2 separate regions of the Choristoneura fumiferana genome follow, and region 1 is linked to region 2. Evidence: chromatin contacts called from public Hi-C data. All regions are on one chromosome and are shown on one strand. The core of a region is the stretch at or near the end of the contact, and the rest is flanking DNA. Distances in the headings are between cores, read along the strand shown.

Region 1 (3,411 bases), core at 415-2,914, 320 kb before region 2:
ACCATAAACTTGTAGCATAGGACGGGTGTCTTGTTGCTCTGCTTGAATTGGGTCTAGGATCTGTTAAATCAATTCCATTTGTTAAGGTTGTAAAAATTAAATAGTGATGTACAAGGGGCGGAATTTTCATAGCAAAAAGCTTCCGAAGTAGGTGACGTGGGAAGGTGGGTCTTTTGTATCAGTATCTGTATACTAAAATTATTAATAGAATTGTTATTATTATAACTGAAAGTTTTTATTAAAAAAATATTAAGAAAATACAAAATATCCATAGGACTAAAACTACTATTCAATTATAATAACTAAAACTAAAACTTCAATTAAAAAAGAGAGGTGGGCCTCTTGGCATGGTGCCCATCACGCAGGCAGCATTCCCGCGTTGAACTGCGATTGAGATTCTTTGCGCGAGAAAGCTGCCGGCGCGAGGGTTGCCTGTTGCCTCCCTTAACCTATTGCTGAGCTCCCTGTGTAGCTCCAGCGCACCCTTACCCCAAGGACCTAGAGTCTCGACGCCAAAAGCAAAGAAATGATATTGGGCGCCGAGACAGCTATATTTTGTGACCTTGAGGCGTTCCCGGGCGTCTGACGCCGCCCCCGCACATTTGGTAGTTGCTGGTTATTATTATTGTATTGATTGAAATAAATTGGAAAATAATGCTTATAACAAGATCTTTTTTCATCTTTTATACTGTGCACTTACCATGTATCGTTTTTCTTTAGCTATGCTCAAAACATCAGCCAAAACACAAACTTGTGTGAGTGCATCCCTCAGTTTGTTCCTCACCGAGTCCCATGGCCATTGACTGGACTGGTAGCCAGGCTCTTTACTGTCCTCTTCGGATTTAACTTCCACCTCTGGTTCTTTTTTGATAGTGCAGTAATCGTCATCGGATTTTGCAAAGTCAATTTTTTGTGCTAACCGCGCAAGATTCTCTGACATAGACAGAGGCCTAGAAGAATTATTTAAATATTTTTTAAATATGAAATCAATCGTGAATACATTATTTTATTCAAAAGTAGTATTCGTTTCGCCTCTATATATTTATGAGGCTGTTTTACAAATACTTACGCTTGGTAAATTTCTTGGCCATCATAGGTTATTTCCTGTATTTGATTTTCTATAGGGGCTTCAATAGATATATTCACTGAATTAGCCATGATTTAGATTCGACGGAGCTTATTAAGTTGAAGTATTCCAATAGCAATAGCTCTACATTTATTTGTTGTTACGGTAAATAAAAATAACATTTAATTTCTTTCAACTCAAATGACAGATCAGATCACTGTCATTGCCCTAATCTAGCTTGTCTCTGGTTTATATTACACAGACTAAAAAATAAACAACAAAGTACACTTAAAGCCAGTCCAACCAGCCCAGACCAGTCCAATTAGTTATTTTTTCCATTTGGCATAATTTTAGTTGCCATAAAATTCGAACAAAAACTGAAAATGATTTTTGTAAGCATTTGGCTACGCAAAGCAAAGATGCAAAGCCGCTTGACGGTTTTGAAAGCCCTTTTTCTAAAGTCCCTGAAAATTGAGGAGAGTATTAATTGGTAACACAGTCACCATAGACAGGAGGATTTTTGTAAGCAAAGCTTGCTATTCATGCAAGTCAGCTGAATTCGTTCGGTCGTGTAAAAGTAACTTAAGCTGACTGACTAAAAACAACATTCTGTTTTGTTTATGGCCATACCCCAACGTTAGTTCTCTCTATAGTTTGTGACCCCAACCAATGGTATGGTTGTCATATCAACTGCTATCGACCTTTTGCAGAGAAAGTAGAATTACTCGAGATGATTGGAATGCCGTTTTTGTTTTGAAATATGAATTAAACTTAGGGAAATAATTGTGTGAAATTAAATTTCAACAGCGGTATATACTAAATGAGCATTTTATCTTGACAATTCGTCATGTCGGACCGTTCTATAGCCGTAAGTAGATAAGAATTTATTAAGTGAAATTACTATAATTAAGTGAGAATTTATTTAAGAATTTACAATAGTTTTGAAACTAAGACCTTTACTTTTTCAATATATTTGAAAATTGACACGGAAAGATAAAAAAGAATTATGTATAAATTCAAGAATTTTATTCCATCTTTTCCTAATTTCTTGACATGCCAAACCAAACTATGCTGCCTACTTCCAAAGTTCCATAATATTAAATTAAACTTTTTTAGTCCCGCCCAAGTTTAGAGCAGGTGGTAGCAATTGTGGACTTCATGGAAAAGCACCAACAATTAGCTCTTGGTCTACTTCGAGGGCTGGAGGGTCGCGAAGAAAGTAAAAAACTGTGGTTCCAACTTACCAGGATTGTTAATGGCATCTCAGGTCCTACGAGACCTATGAAGTCTTGGATCAAAGTAAGTTTGTTTAGTGATAGTGGTTACAAATGCTAGTGTATTCTTTTTTTTATTTAATTGTGTTGTTTCATTTTACTAAACAATTTGTTTTAAAATATGTACTTTAACCTTAGTAAATGAGAGCAAAAACTTGAAACTCCTATTTTCTCAGAGATAAGACCAAGCTAGATCAATTTTCTTGTTTTAATCCCCTGAACCCCCCCCTCCCCCTCATAGCATATTTCATATTAATCATAATACTTAGCTGTTTCTGAGGTCCTCAAAATAAAAATACATGTGTACAGTTGAGTTATTTTTTTTTTAACTATTGTTAACGGCGTAGAAGCGTGTTCAGATATTTTTGATCAAATTTTTGCTCACTAAACATATTAGAAGGCTAATCATATTGAATTTATGACAATAGATTAAGGGCCTGTTTCGCCACTTGTCGACTAGCTTTAAGTGTCAGATAAAAGTAATGCTGTCTTTGTTTGTTCGGACAAAACAAAGGAGATGGCATCACTGATATCCGTCACTTAATGTTAGTTGACAAGTGGTGAAACAGGCCCTTAGTCTATAGATGTAATTATCTAAATACTACCCGACCAAGCTTAGTTTGCACCTTGCATTTTAACAAGAAAAGTTGTTGCAAGTGTTTAAAAAAGAAAGAAAATGTTGGAGGAAAAATATGCAGGATTTTATGATCGGAAACGGTTGGGTCCAAAGGCAAGGGTGTTGGTGCTGCATTTTTTGATCCTCAGTTAGATAATTCAAAACTAATTAAATTGCAGAACGAGATTTCTATTATGAGAGCTGAACTGGTAGCTGAACTGGAAGCAGGCGGGATTTCGTATTCCAGCGAGGTGCAAACTTAGCTTGGTCTGGATATACTAAAGTCTAAAACATTGTCAAGTTTTCTTGATTGACATTAGTTTCAAACTGTGATGATCAAAATTTGATGTGGCCCTTACAACGTTAAAATAATCTACTGTTAATCTTTTTTCCACTAATGAGACTTACCACATGAACCAGTTCTCCAGTTTTTATTATTTTCATTTCAGTATTGG
Region 2 (3,811 bases), core at 1,136-3,635:
TTAACCTTTCAACTTGAAAGTTTAGCTTTAATATTGCAATCATATGATAGAAAGTAATTTAAAAATTTACTAAACTACTGCTCATAACTATGTATTTAAAAAAAAGTAGCAGATAGAGAAGAGAGTATTTTTGCCAGATACCTTAGATGAGCTTAATAATGAGCTTAAGTACTTAACACCAATAAGAAAGTTGCCACTTACAGGTGTTAAAAAAACCCTGTACAATAAATTAACCCACATTAAGACTATTTAGAAGTGGAAAATATACAAAAAAAAATAGCTCTGTATGGAAGTTCAGTCACAAGAAAATTTTATTTACTTAAAAATATTTTTTTTTTCGAATTTTAAATATATATATTAGTTTTTAAATTATCGTACAGGATTTTCTTAACACCATTACTTATTCATATCAAACTTTAAATGAGCAAATTTGTACCAATTTCATAAAAAAATATATATTAATATGTTTTCTATTGTTTTTATTAAACTTATCAAACTAATTAATTTAACTGGTATTAGCAATTACCAAACTTCCTGTGACTAATATTTACAGCCACAACTAAATGAAATATTTGTTATCAGTTCAAATAAAAAGTAGGTACTAAAAATACCTACTCTATTCATGATATTTTAGGACTAAAGTTTATGATAAGTACAGTCAAATATAAAAATTATATTTTTATTATTAATGTTATATTCATATTAAAATGCATGAACTTAGCCAATGCTTCAAAAATATGTACAAAACTATTATTCTGACAAAATAACACATTTTTGAGTGGCTTAAATAGACACATATATTTGCTCTTAACTGTACATTACTAGCAAATTACTATAGTATTTTAGTATACTATAGTATAGATAAAATAATACTTAACCCCTTGTATGCGGGAGGGGTTAAAAGTAGTGGATTCTAGTCTCATCTGTTTTAATAAGAGCAAAATCTGCTTATTAAAAAAAATACAAAAAGATAGCCTTAATTTTACAGGGATCCGTGCATCCCCATACAAGGGGTTAAAAGTTAGGATGCATTGTAATATATAATTATATTTATCCGTTGCTTAGTACCCATAAAACAAGCTTTGCTAAGCTTACTGTGGGACTAGGTCAATTGGTGTGAATTGTCCCATGATATTTACTTACTTACTTATTGTAAACTTTTTTAAATTAAGTACTTGAATCTAAATATCTATGAATATTCTCTTCTGTTATGTTGTTCTTTTCATAGTAATTTACAAATCAAGTTCAACAAAAATATTTATCTGTTTTAAATACTACAGTCTATTCACTTACTTTGGGAACTTTTGCATGGACTCCAGTTCTCACATCTCTGATGGTGGCAATATCCAGCATTTCAACTTCCATGTTCTGGTCAGTCCAAAACAGGAAGAACCCCCTGGCATCCACCCTGAGGGTGACTGGCAAACCCGTACCAGAGTCCTAATTAGAACAAAAGTTTTAAAAAATCGCACGAATTTGTTCAAAACATATTTATGTTTATATATAATAAAAAAGTCACCTCATCCCACTTGATGAATTTTTCCCCTTCCTGGAGAGCTTTAGGGACTTCAATCGGCTTCAAAGAAACATTGGCTGATTTTGTACTACTTGTAGTCATCTTGAATATATTAGTTATATAATTAAGCGGAAATAATAACACTGCAGCAGATGAAAACCGTCATCTTCTCAACCACAAATCTATCTACGAGATCTATCGACGGTACACACAGCAAAGGCACATCATAATAAAAATGAAGGTGAAACTACAATATATCGCACTAAAACAATTGAGACTAATTTATTAAACCATTATCCATGATTTAATACCTCCGTGATAACTAACAAACAATGATTTCTCCCATATATAAATATACTCCAATAAACCACCAAAAACTCAGAATGTCAAACGTACACTGGTCCACTGCACTGCATCCACAGATTCGTTATCAGTATTTTTATCTAAAGGTTTTCTCACACGATCTTTAGAGCTCGAGCTCTCGGCTAGGTGTGCTGGATGAAAATTGCACATGAATGGGATTTAAGTCAATTGTTACTAAAAAAACAAACGATTTCTTGTCTATGCTAAAGGGCTGCCAGTATATACATTCCCATTAAATACGCGCTATTTTAGGCCGAAATAAACGTATTATGTTAGATTATGATATGAGAATTTTATAAAATATGATCTTGAAAAAAATACAAGAAGCCTTTAACTGTAGTCTCTTCGTATGCTTGCTTAGAATTATTTATTTAGTGGTATAATAGAATATTGATACAATTCTATTCATACCTTTAAATTAAAGTGTAATTTGACTAAATTACTGTTTAAAGAATTTCATAAATAATGTATGGCAACTCAGTTTATCTGTCTTTAATGACACTGACAGAAACCCGTAAAACGAGCGAAATGCCAAATAATGCCAAAATGCCAATTTGATTTGATTTGGTTGGTTTCCTTCCTTCCTCGCCGGAGTACAATCATCTTATCTTATTCCATGAGAACTCTGTTCATTTAATATCCTCAAGAAACATTTTTCAAGAACGATTTTACAATGTCTGAAACAGTAACTGCGGCAGCCACTGATGATGCTACAAAACATGAAAACCAAGGGAGAAAGAGGGTACGGCATCGTAAGAAGCTCCTGTACGATAAAATCCTTAAACAAATGGAGTTTTACTTTAGCGATGCTAATCTGACGAAAGACAGATTTCTTGGAGACCTAGTGAAGAACGACCCATTCGTGGCAATAGAAGTCTTTCTTAAGTTTAATAAAATCCGCGCTTTGACGCAGGATGTAGTTGATATTGCCAAAGCTATGAAATTTTCAACGATTTTAGAACTATCAGAGGATAAACAAAAGGTAAAATTAATATTTATACTTTACTTCTTATTCTTATCCTAATCAAGCCACTTGACTTCACATTACAAAACATTAAATATCAGTATCTTAAGCAGAAACATTTTTCAGACAGTCATTCTTTTATTATCTAAGTAAAGATAGGTCATTATGATCACATCAACCATATGCTCTTAATGCAGCAGCAGCACACGCACATACTTTATATTGTTTTAGCACCTGTTATGAAAAGCGTAGATTGTCATTTTCTCTGATGTCACATGAGGATAGACTCCAATTTGGTGCCGGTTTCAAAGTTCAACTCATGTTTTTAAATCAGGAAACAATCTAACTAGTTTTGATCTTTGAACATGAGTTAAACTATGTTATAATAATAATAACTTTCTAAATTTCACAGATAAGAAGAAAAACTCCAGTGCTTCCATATGATGCAGACCTGAGGACAATATATGTTGAGTCTATACCAGTGTCAGCGAGTCGAGAATGGTTGGCTCGTGTCTTCTCAGACTATGGCAATGTTGCTTACATCTCTCTGCCTAAGTTTAAGAATTCACAAAAAATTAAGGTATTTGCCAACTCTTTCTATAATATGCTGATCTCAGAGAAAGCAAGTCTGCTTTTGGATATTTAAAAATGGCTGGCTGACTGTGTACTGGGGGTGCAGCAGTACTGTTGCTAGTGCTGGCGGGTGCGTCCCAATGCTGCTGCTAGTGCTACCTACCCTCACTGCATCTCATTGACTGTATACAAAGGGATACAAAGATATAAGGCTTTGTAAATCCCAACTTGTTTTAACAGATGTAGTACAGGTGACCAAGTAAGTTCCTACGTCAAGCAGGAAAAACAATACAGCAGATTATCACACATGTGCTTTGTAAGTAGTAATAAATAGCCTTTGATGTTTTAAGCCAGAGGTTCCCAAATTTTATTTCTCATAGACCAATTTAAAATTT

The links. A called contact is a pair of places that touch in the nucleus more often than the background predicts.
Region 1: a Hi-C map of whole pupa shows a contact between it and region 2, with 5 times the contacts expected there. The contact joins the promoter of LOC141432054 here to the promoter of Larp7 in region 2. A contact is called at or near these places in 2 of 2 Hi-C or Micro-C datasets (both in whole pupa).

What each region holds. Positions count from the first base shown.
Region 1 is chr10:9,795,942-9,799,352 of NRCan_CFum_1, reverse strand. LOC141432054 reads left to right here and starts at 1,664. Exons shown (of 6, transcript XM_074093428.1): 1 at 1,664-1,934; 2 at 2,183-2,365; 3 at 3,406-3,411. The coding sequence starts at 1,914. MED17 (mediator complex subunit 17) reads right to left here and starts at 1,296. Exons shown (of 12, transcript XM_074093430.1): 1 at 1,070-1,296; 2 at 701-950; 3 at 1-60. The coding sequence starts at 1,158.
Region 2 is chr10:9,480,939-9,484,749 of NRCan_CFum_1, reverse strand. Larp7 (La related protein 7) reads left to right here and starts at 2,385. Exons shown (of 8, transcript XM_074093405.1): 1 at 2,385-2,861; 2 at 3,256-3,423. The coding sequence starts at 2,553. It overlaps Plc21C (Phospholipase C at 21C), which reads right to left and starts at 1,993. Exons shown (of 22, transcript XR_012451784.1): 1 at 1,520-1,993; 2 at 1,294-1,440.